Regions from separate parts of the Sus scrofa genome. Here region 2 is linked to region 1. A link is a contact called in public HiChIP or PLAC-seq data. All regions are on one chromosome and are shown on one strand. The core of a region is the stretch at or near the end of the contact, and the rest is flanking DNA. Distances in the headings are between cores, read along the strand shown.

Region 1 (5,483 bases), core at 1,075-3,574:
GCTTCATAATGTTGTTTCAATCATAAAATGGTGAACCTGAAAGCCTCCAGTTTCACTGCCTACCAAGCTTTCAGGAAAATACAGTTTCCAAGGTCTGTTACTTTCTATTCACAGACACAATAGGACAGAAAAAAAAAAAAAGACATTAAAAAATTATTTAATTTTCCAAACTTTTTTTCATTTCAAAAGCAATACATCTTCATTAGACAATTCAGAAAGTACAAATGAGCAGAAAGTAAGAAATAAATGTCACCCGTAATTCCACCACTAGAGTCAAGTGGTAGAAACAGTTATAACAGGTGACTAAAAGAGTCCAACTGAAAAATGTTTTGGAATTCCCATGGCGCAGCGGAAATGAATCCGACCAGGAAACATGAGGTTGCGGGTTTGATCCCTGGCCTCACTCAGTGGGTTAAGGATCCAGATTTGGGAGTTCCCATTGTGGCGCAGTGGTTAACGAATCCGACTAGGAACCATGAGGTTGCGGGTTCGGTCCCTGCCCTTGCTCAGTGGGTTAACAATCCGGCATTGCGGTGAGCTGTGGTGTAGGTTGCAGACGCGGCTCGGATCCTGCATTGCTGTGGCTCTGGCGTAGGCTAGTGGCTACAGCTCCGATTCAACCCCTAGCCTGGGAACCTCCATATGCCGCAGGAGTGGCCCAAGAAATGGCAAAAAGACCAAAAAAAAAAAAAAAAAAAAAAAAAAAAAAAAGGATCCACTGTTGCCATGAGCTATGGTGTGGGTTGCAGACTCAGCTCAGATCTGATGTGGAGGTGGCTGTGGCCGGCAGCTATAGCTCTGATTCGACCCCTAGCCTGGGGACCTCCATATGCCATAGGTTCGGCCCTTAAAAGCAAAAAAAGAAAGAAAAATGTTTTGTAAACTTAGATTTTGACTTAATATGACAGCTGATACTTGTGTGTCATTAAGTATTTCAAAGATCATCTACACTCTTTTAATAGCAACCAAGCCAGCACTGCTCAGACACATGCCAGCCTGGTCTCTGTTAGAGTATTTGACTCTGAAGAGCTTACTTCTTTTGAGTCACTTTGCTCTTCTCCTTGGGAATGTTTTACAAGGGAGGAATTATAGTGACCAACCACCTCGGTTATTGTGAGTTAAATAATTGTGGAAGCTGCAAATTATGTTAGACAAATATGGAGTACTCTCTAGATTTTCACTGGATGGAAATGCAGACAAGATGAGCAGTGGGCTGACTGATTCCTGGGCACCTCCTGTGCTCCAGTTGCCTTTTATACATTGTTTGGCGGTGCCGTTCCTGTGGGGTGTTGAGGGCACTGAAACTGAGAGGGTTTGGAAGTTGCCCAGGGCCACACAAGATGGAAGGGCTTGGAGAGGGTTTGCTAGGTGTTTGAATCACCATGCTCTTTCTCTGATACCACTTGACTTCTCTCTAATAGTGGAGGGGAAATATTTTGAACATATTTGAGTAGAAACAGAAAGATTTCTGTGAGTGATTAGGGCTAAGCGTTGGATTCGTTGCATGAATGAAAAACCACCAAGTGAGCTACTTTAAATCCTCCACTGACCATGCCTTCTGCTTCAGTCTTTGGGCTTCAAGCATTAAATGAGATGGTGCAAGATGTCAAGGTCCCTGTGACATGCTCAGTGACAACAGTGACTGGACAAAGTTCTCAGGACAATATCCAGGCTTTTGCAGATTTCCCACTCAACACCAACTAGGGTGGGAGGGGTGGAGGCCTTCCAGTTACGAGAGAAGTCTCGGGAGAAAGAGAAAGAGACAGCCAAGCTTGGAATCTGAGTTCCACTATTAGTGGTATGATTTTTGTCTTTAAATGATTTTTATTTTTTCCATTATAGCTGGTTTACAGTGTTCAGTCAATTTCTACTATACAGCAAAGTGACCCAGTCACACATACATATATACATTCTTTTTCTCACATTATCCTCCATCATGCTCCCTCATGAGTGACTAGATCCAGTTCCCAGTGCTAGACAGCAGAATCCCATAGCAGTACGACTTTAAGCCATTACATCACTTCCCTTTGCCTCAGTCTCCTAATTCACGAAGGAAAGTGAAAATGTTCGCACAAAGTGTTTAGAACAGTACCTGTCACAGAGTAATTCTCTCTACTATTTCTATTATCATGATTTTGTTATGCTAGTTTTGACTTACATGTTTCTATCATTGCTGATCCAAGACTTCTTGCCTTACGTGTCAGAGATCATGGATATAGTGTTTCCAGGACCATTTCTTTTTCCCTCATTCCTACACTCATCTTGAGAACACCTTCTATCCCACAGCCTCAGCTCGCACAAGATTGCCCAGGAGTGTGTTGAGAGCCAGAAAAACCTGGAGGGAGGAGGACAATGGTAACATAATGTCCCCTTTAGAGAAAATAGACTGCCAAAGAAGACGGGTTATCTGAGAAGTTCCTGGGGTGAGTTTCCATATGTGGTTGGCCAACCAAAAAGGAAAAAAAAAAAAAAATCCAAATTGAATTAGTGCCCTTTTAAAAGGGAGGGGGTACATTTAAATGTATATAAAAAGGGAAACACAGAAAGATAATGAAAAACGGCTCTCCCACACAGCAGCCCTACTTGCCCCGTTGTTATGTGGCTTCACTTTGAACCAGATGCTCTCATTGCAACAGGAGCATGCTGCCAGCCACCACATGGCTATTTGGCAGCTATTTAAAGCCCAGCTCATATTACGGCACTGCAGGGCTAGGCACCAGTGTTCCAACTGGTACACAAGTGATCTAAACAGGAGTCAGCATCACCTCTTCTTCTCTGAAATTAAATTTGAAGGCACGATCTCTCTGATCCTGCTTTTCCTTTCTTTTGCATTATTTCTTTTTGGAACTGTGTCTTGCCTGCACCACAGGGAAACTTCAGTTAGGTTGTCAGTCTGATAAACTGTATTATCAGATACGTTAGCTTTTCTCCCTTCTCCATTTGCTTAAGAGCTTCGAAACACAAAGAATAAAACGTGCTAAATGGGATGAAATGACCTGTCAAGGGTAGATTCAGCATCTGTGAACAACTTCAAAAAAATCCCCGAGCTTCAAGGCCCTCTAGTCTGAGCTGCTTTTTACCTGGCTTTCCTCTTTCTCCTCTTTTCAAACTGAAGTACTTTGTGCATCATTGATCTTGGAAGATTGTTTCTTGGAAAGCAACCATCCTACCTGCCCCCCCTCCCCACCACCACCTAAGAAGCCTCAGATAAGATTTGGAAGTGCGGTTGAGTGTTGAGCATTAGAAGAGCAGATTTAAGTCTTACCTTCATTATCATACAGTACTTATATTCCACAAACACAATATTCCAGAAACACAAGCAACTTGCAGAAAGATCTGGCTAATACATACACTGAATAACAGTGACCTGGGATTTTAGGATTAGAGGATAGAAATGTTTTGGACTGTGACTTGGTTAGGAGTTACAGCTCTGGGCAGCTGTTAACCAGAGAGGAGAAATCCAATCCTGGCCTCATGAACCATCAAAGGGTGTAACTGTGTCTTGGGTCACACATCATAGAAGCTTATCCCATGGAACAAACCCATGGAATTGCTAGTATTTATGGGAGGAAAGTGGGGGTGAGGACACCGCTTCCACTCATGGCTGATATAGCTTGTGATCTTAGCAAAGACCTTCCATATTTTTTCTGTGAAACTGAAAGCATCCTTGAGAGAGCTTGGAACACAGGTCACCAGCTTCTGCCTTAGGTTGTCATGTGTTACCTTGGCAAAAAAGCCATCCATCAAAAAAACTGGTCATGATTTTGATATCCCTTTGGGTTCTGGTGCAAGATTACCTATTGGTCATGGTAGTTAAGTCTCCCCAGTGATGGCCAAGCAAAGGGCTGTTGCCAATAGCCCCTGAGTGACTGAGTCTGTACCATAGGTGCTGAGTAGATGTTGCCTGAATGAGTGAAGGACTGAGTGGTACAGGGAAGTGAGCTGGCTGTGGTGAGCTGTGAGCAAGGTCACTTTTATGGATGACTTAGAGGAAACAGAAGCAGCATATCAATGTTTTTATTAAACAAATATTCTGTCAAATATTTATGGTCACTTAGGAAAAGGAAAGCTATTTTTTAAAGAGTTGGAACAGAGCAGAAGTTAGCAAATTGCTGTTCTTGAGTATCATTCTTTGGAGGCCCGTAGGGGGTTTCATGGCAGCATTCATTCTCAGGGGATGCTAACACTGGGGCTAGGATGTCTGAGCCAACGGTAGACTCACACACAACTCTGTTCAGGTCCAGCACTTCGGCGTAAACCAGGAGAAGTTGGAAGTGAGGCAGACCGCATTTATAATACCACTTAAGGGACAGACAGCTGGGGTCAGTGCTAAATTTTCATTTATCAAATGCAGAGAGGCGACTCTTGCATAACAATCAGCACCAGCTATCACACTGAATGGAAAATAACCACATTTCCACCTTGGACAATGTATTCTAAACAGGACAGTAATTGTTTCTAGGAAGCTATTCATGATTTCCTTTTTTTGTCCCTCCTGTCATCAAGAATCATCCAGGAATAAGGTAAACTTTTTATCATAATGTATACAACATGGTGATTTTTTGAATAGTTTAGAATTCTTAGAGCTGATGACACATCTGCCAGATTCCACGCAGTCCTCGTGTCCTGGCAGGAGATGGGCTTGTGTGACCTGCTAGCTCTTCCTCGTCTCTCATCCGTGAGTCTTTGAAATGCATCCCAGAGCTTAATTGTGACAGCACTCTTTATTATTCTGAACCCTTCACTGCATTCTTCAGGAGAACAATGCAAGGAAAAGAGAGTTGGTGCCTTTGACACAAAAACTGGAAGAGGCCATGATTTCAGGGGGCAACTTCCCTTTTTCAGGCAGGTGAGAGGTTGGAGGAGGCCTGGTGGGTTAGGGAATAAGAGGGTTGCTGCCAGGCACTTATCAAACCAATTCTGTTATTTGTTCACAGTCTGGCATAAACTGATTATCTGGAGAAATAGTGACTATGTCCATTTTGATCCCCCTGGGGAATTGATCTCAGCAGGTGTCACATCTGTAGGTATGGTCCCCTCCCCCACCACATGCAACCCCAGCTCTTGTATTTCCTTAGAATCCTTGTGCACTGAGACATCACAAGCATCAAGCATCCTGCTGTTTCAAAAACTTCTTATTTTTATTTTATTTATTTTTTGTCATTTTAGAGCCGCACTCACCTCATATGGAGGTTCCCAGGCTAGGGATCTAATCGGAGCTGTAGCCGCCGGCCTACGCCAGAGCCATAGCAACTCAGGATCCAAGCTGAGTCTGCAACCTACACCACAGCTCACAGCAAGCCAGATCTTTAACCCACTGAGCAAGGCCAGGGATCGAACCCGCAACCTCATGGTTCCTAGTCGGATTCGTTAACCACTGCGCCACAATGGGAACTCCCAAATCTGGATCCTTAACCCACTGAGTGAGGCCAGGGATGGAACCTGTGTCCTCATGGATACTAGTCAGATTCATTTACACTGAG
Region 2 (5,483 bases), core at 1,493-3,992, 68 kb before region 1:
AGGCCAGCAGCTACAGTACTGATTGATTCGACCTCTGTCTAGCCTGGGAACCAACCTCCTTATGGTGCAAGTGTGGCCCCCCCCCAAAAAAGATTTCTCTTCTCCAAACAACAGCTTTGTCACCTATGATAAAACTGCACAACCACACCCACAGTGATCTTGGAAGGGAGTTTGTGGATAAGCAGGAGAATGTGTCTGGAGTGGCCAGATGCTCATTATTACAACCTCTATGCACCCATTCTAATGAATCCTACTAGCGCACGAGCTTCTCGAGGTCAGAGCCCATGTATCTGATAAAAGGCCTGAACCCTCAGAAGTTGTTAATAAGTCCTTCTGGAAGATGGATTCCCCCCAAAAAAACCCCTTAATTTGATTTTATGTAAATTATTCCAAATAATCATCCCAAAGGTGGACTTGTTTGGAAGTCCACTTAAAAGATGTTTTATAGCATCTTTATTAGTTTCCTATTGCTGCTGTAACAATGTAACAAATTAACACAAAGCTAGTGGCTTAAAACAATACAAATTCACTATCCTGCTGTTCCAGAGGTCAGAAATCCCCAAGCCAAGGTGTTGGTAGAACTGCATTCCCACCCCACGGCTCCTCGCTGTTTTCTTTCATCTTCCATTCTCTAGAAGCTGCCTACATTCCTTGGCTTGTGGCTTCTTTCCTTCATCTTTAAACTGGCAACTCTCTGAACCTTTTTCTGTAGTCACAGTTCTTTCTCTGACTACTGTCACAAAAGATTCTCTACTTTTCTTTGAAGGATCTAATCACACAATCTAATCTGTATAATCCAGGCAATTACTATGTAAGCTAACAAATTCACAGAGTATGTGGTGAAGTTTAGGATTAGGGTGTGGACATCTCTGGGGGTCCATTATTCTGCTTATCACAGAATCCAAATAAGAAAGGTGGTGGCATTAACTTCGTTAGACTATGCCCAAAATATTTTACTATTCCTCACTTTGATCAAGTATTTAAAAATTGTAGAACTGCAAGGGGATTTGGAGTTGTTTAAAGGAATGGGATGTTTAGCTCAGAAAAATTAAGACCTATATTAAGGGGTGGAGTGGAAGTTGCAGTTTGAGGAGGCACAAGATGATTGCTTCTTCAAAATATCAGAAGGTTCCATTGTATGATAGAAAGTTTAAGTGTGCTGTACGATCTCAGAGAACAGAATATCACTAGTACAGGAACTTTTAGGAAAGCAACTAGGGGCAGAAATTAAGGCAGACCCGTGGCTAATGCTGATATCCTTAATGCCACAGGCAGAAAATGGCATGGCTTGTTGATATGTGGTGTCTTTTTTTTTTTTTTTTTTGGTCTTTTTTTGCCATTTCCTGGGCCGCTCCTGCGGCATATGGAGGTTCCCAGGCTATGGGTCGAATTGGAGCTGTAGCTGCCAGCCTACTCCAGAGCCACAGCAACGCGGGATCCGCCGCGTCTGTGACCTACACCACAGCTCAGGGCAACGCTGGATCATTAACCCACTGAGCAAGGGCAGGGATCGAACCCCCAACCTCATGGTTCCTAGTTGGATTCGTTAACCACTGGGCCACGATGGGATCTCCCCGATATGTGGTGTCTTATCAAGGAGATTTGAGCATTAGATGAGAAATCGGCTCAGATGTTCTCATTTAACCCTCACAGTCATTGATTTTATGACTTAGAATTCCCTTCATGGCACTTGGGCACCTCTGATTGCATGTAGCTGGAGCTGGCCAAGGCCCCACATCCTTACTAAGGAGCCATCTTCTTGCCGTCACTAAATTTTGTGTCTAGGGATCCATCCCATGTCAAACAAAAGTGGTGAAAGAAGCTGGTAGGGTTCAGATGCTCTTCAGAAGATGCAGTGACCCACGCTATACTAAGAATATTAAGAAAATATAGCCATGGGAATAGTGCATGTCTTTAAATATTACACAAGTACTTAAAATTATTCTTTGGGGTATTTAGACATGGAGAGAAAACAAAGAAATGAGCTATAGAAATGAAGCATGAAAAAAGTGTAGATTCACTGCTATTCAGACCCACATTGTGAGGAAGTTAAATATTTAAAATGAAGGAAACAAAAGAAAAGTAGACCATATTATTTCACCCTAATCCAGAAAATAATATATTTATGAGACTTTTTTCCCCACAAGTCCACCTTTGGGATGATTATTTGGAATAACTTGTACAAGATACGGGAGCTGCTATATAAAGTTCTGTTTTTATGACAATAGTTTATGCTACATAAAGGTACTTTTTCTACTTTAAATAGTTTCTGTTACCATATTTTGATCTGTTAAATACACTTATGAATATCTACGTTATAAACCTGAACTATACTCACTGTTTCGTTAGATCCTTTGACCCACTAATTGTTTTATATCCCCAAAATATCTAAAAGGAATTAAGAAATTAATTATGACCTCAATTGTATTCAAGAAAGGTCTTTGTGGTTCTCTGTCTTCAAAGAGAGTCTTAAGTGTGTTTGGGGGTGAAATGGTCTTTCTGGATGAAGAGGAACTTATTTAGACACTTAAGACTTTGGGCCAATACTGTCAGTGACTTCATACCATTCCGTTTTCTTTCCACTTCTATGGATTACCCAGCAGCAGGAATGATCATTCCGGCCAGTTCCCAGTACTCCCCTCCACAGTCAGGGGAAGGTCAGCTAATTTTGGATCCCCCTGGGAGAGAGACAGCTCCTCAATCAGTATCCTAAAATAGCCAGCCATTCTCAGCTGCTGGGCTGGAGGCCCTCCAGGGGAGAGCAGAGGGAGCTCAGATCCCCCAGCCGGTGCGAGTGAGAAGCCACCGAAACTTGAGCTAGGAGAGGCTTCTCAAGAAGATTCTGCCTACTTCGAAATCTTTATGCTTTTTTGTTGAGGAGCTAGGTGTCTGCTGTTTTTTTGTTTCCTTAATTGATTTCAAGGGAAACCCGTGAATTGAAAATGAGACTAAATATCGCCATCTTCTTTGGGGCTCTCTTTGGTGCTTTGGGGGTTTTACTCTTTTTGGTGTCTTTTGGATCAGATTATTGGCTTCTTGTGACTGAAGTGGGGAAGTGCTCAGGTGAACAGAATGTGCGTTTCTTTTTCAAAATATTGCCGTACTTGCTAGTGATGAGGACAGCCTTATGTATCCTCTTGAAATCCAAAAATAGTAGTGGAATGTCTATTTCTTCATGGAAGAGATATGTAGAAAGCTGTGGATCATTATTACTTGGGAAAAATGCAATGCTTTAAAATCTTCCTGGATGGAATTAACTTAGATTATGTTCCTTGTGTTGATGGCAAGTTGCTTCATTTGTGTTCTGTGCAGATAGAAAATGTCACTTTCCACCATGAAGGATTCTTCTGGAGATGTTGGTTTAATGGAATTGTAGAAGAGAATGATTCCAATATCTGGCAGTTCTGGTACAGTAAGTGCATTTCAGCTTTATTTCCCTGTTTGGCTTTAAAATAAAAATGACAAAAATAAAATAAAATAAAAAAATAAAAATGAATAGCTTGAATAGTTTCTTATTTGGTGCATGTCACTTACAAAGTAGGATTAGATTCTTTCAGAACCTCAATAGGATCTCTTCCAAAGGTTCATGAAATGATTCCTTTTCAGGAGGTAGAAATGGCTATAGGAATAAATATTTTATTTTCTGACATAAAATAGGAGTCTGAATATTTTTGGCAAAATTGAATAACCTGCCATTTATTTGCTCATGTTTAAAATACACCAACCTTAAACAAGACAGATATTATCTGTATTTTATCAAGGGTCAATTATTGCTATATTGCAAATAGAAGTTTTAATTTTTTTTGTCCACAAACCCTTGAAATCCCAAATTCAAAAATCCAGAATTAGAAGATGTATTATTTTATGTGAATAGCTTCAAAGTAAAAAAAAAAAAAATTTATAGCAAAACAATTATCAGCAGTGGCAGATGAAAGCTTGCTCTCTTTGGGCTTAAATCAAGTTTGTGGGCAGGAAATAAATGCTTTGCTTTTGATGTTTCCATTCTCTCATAGAAACTTTAAATTTCTTTTTTGAAGTAGAATAGCTCCTTAAAAATATGATGCATTCTTTCAACAGTATTTCCTATATTGTGTTAGTCTTTGAAAATCAATTCATTGAAAATAGCTAGGCTTTATCTAATTGCATCCAACAATGAAAGGACTGTTTATTATCTTCATGCTTATTGTGCATTGAAATTGTTAGTCTTGCTATCAAAGTACTCCTATGATAAATCAAAATATGGTATTTATACAATAGTTAAGATTATGAAATATATCATAAAAATATGAGATCGCAGAAGACAAGCCAACGGTAAATTGGCATATGTAAGAGGAACATAGTAATGATGAAATGGCATTTTGAGAGAACTATTTCATAGACTATCTGATTGTCATTTGGGAGGTGAGAATAAGCATACCACCTGCCAATGAAAATTATTTAGACTTTAGTAAAGTAGAGTAAGTCAAATTCTGAAAGAGGGAGATTTTTGCCAAGACCTAGAAAAGGAAAGAATATTTTATTCCTTAAAGGATATTTAATGCAATCTTCAAGTTTTCAAAAAACATTAAAGTTCTTTTTCATGGTTTCTTCAAATGCTAAAAAATGTACTCAAATTATTAACTTGTATGTGCTATCATCTGCATCTTTTCCCTAAAATACAATATAGAAAAACATTTTATATAAATGAGAGTCAATCAAGCTTAAATCTAAGTTTATTAGACCTTTTAACAATTATTTTTGGAACACCTGCCATGTGCTAGGCATTATATTAGGAACTGAAAGATGTGGTTGTGAAAAATAAATGAAATCTGGTGCTTTCAATTTTACAGTGATTTTAAGGGCATTCTCTCTCCTGAATTAGGTCATGAGCTACATGTTTTAGATGAATCCACTTTCCAGGTCCCCTGTGCTTTTCCATATAAGGTTTTTAAGGAAATCATCCTCCCTTACCCAGTCATTCTCTGAATTTATTGATATAACCAGTAGTTTTATTAAGCTTGTGTACCCCTAGGTCCAGTATTTCTCATCTATTAGGAACAAGTCTTCACTCAGCTTCTTGATAACCAATACGTTTGCTTTGCTTTCCTTCCTAGCCAATCAGCCACCATCCAAGAACTGCACCCACGCTTACCTGTCACCATATCCCTTCATGAGAGGTGAGCACAACGCCACCTCCTACGACTCTGCAGTGAGTAAGTACCTCTGTCCTCAGATGCCTTTGATGGGGCCCTGCCTTTCTGGAAGTTGCTGCCAGGACAGTTAAACAAGGCATTAAACATCTATCATTTCAACAAGTTTTTGATATCAATATGCTATATTTAAAATAATAAGTCACTTTTATTTTTTTTTTTAATTTTATTTTTTGCTTTTTAGGGCCTCACCCATGGCATATGGAGGTTCCCAGGCTAGGGGTCGAATCAGAGCTGTATCTGCTGGCCTACAACCAGAGCCACAGCAACAGGGGATCTGAGCCATGTCTGTGA

Evidence for each region. HiChIP or PLAC-seq counts read pairs in DNA pulled down with a chosen protein or histone mark.
Region 2: an H3K27ac HiChIP or PLAC-seq map of skeletal muscle shows a contact between it and region 1. The contact joins the promoter of TMEM182 here to the enhancer-like site in region 1. A contact is called at or near these places in 7 of 47 Hi-C or Micro-C datasets (fetal heart ventricle, heart right ventricle, psoas muscle and 2 more) and 1 of 2 datasets of contacts at active chromatin or transcription factors (skeletal muscle).

What each region holds. Positions count from the first base shown.
Region 1 is chr3:51,421,767-51,427,249 of Sscrofa11.1, reverse strand. The region is part of intron 4 of TMEM182 (transmembrane protein 182); the gene reads left to right. Among named protein-coding and RNA genes, the nearest start is that of TMEM182, 68 kb to the left of the region's middle. Within about 2 kb of position 2,324, at least 7 of the 83 cell types and tissues checked have an H3K27ac peak or open chromatin away from gene starts, as enhancers often do. A contact at or near this core is called in skeletal muscle, where this site is marked.
Region 2 is chr3:51,489,943-51,495,425 of Sscrofa11.1, reverse strand. TMEM182 (transmembrane protein 182) reads left to right here and starts at 2,742. Exons shown (of 8, transcript XR_002342518.1): 1 at 2,742-3,074; 2 at 3,313-3,412; 3 at 5,094-5,192.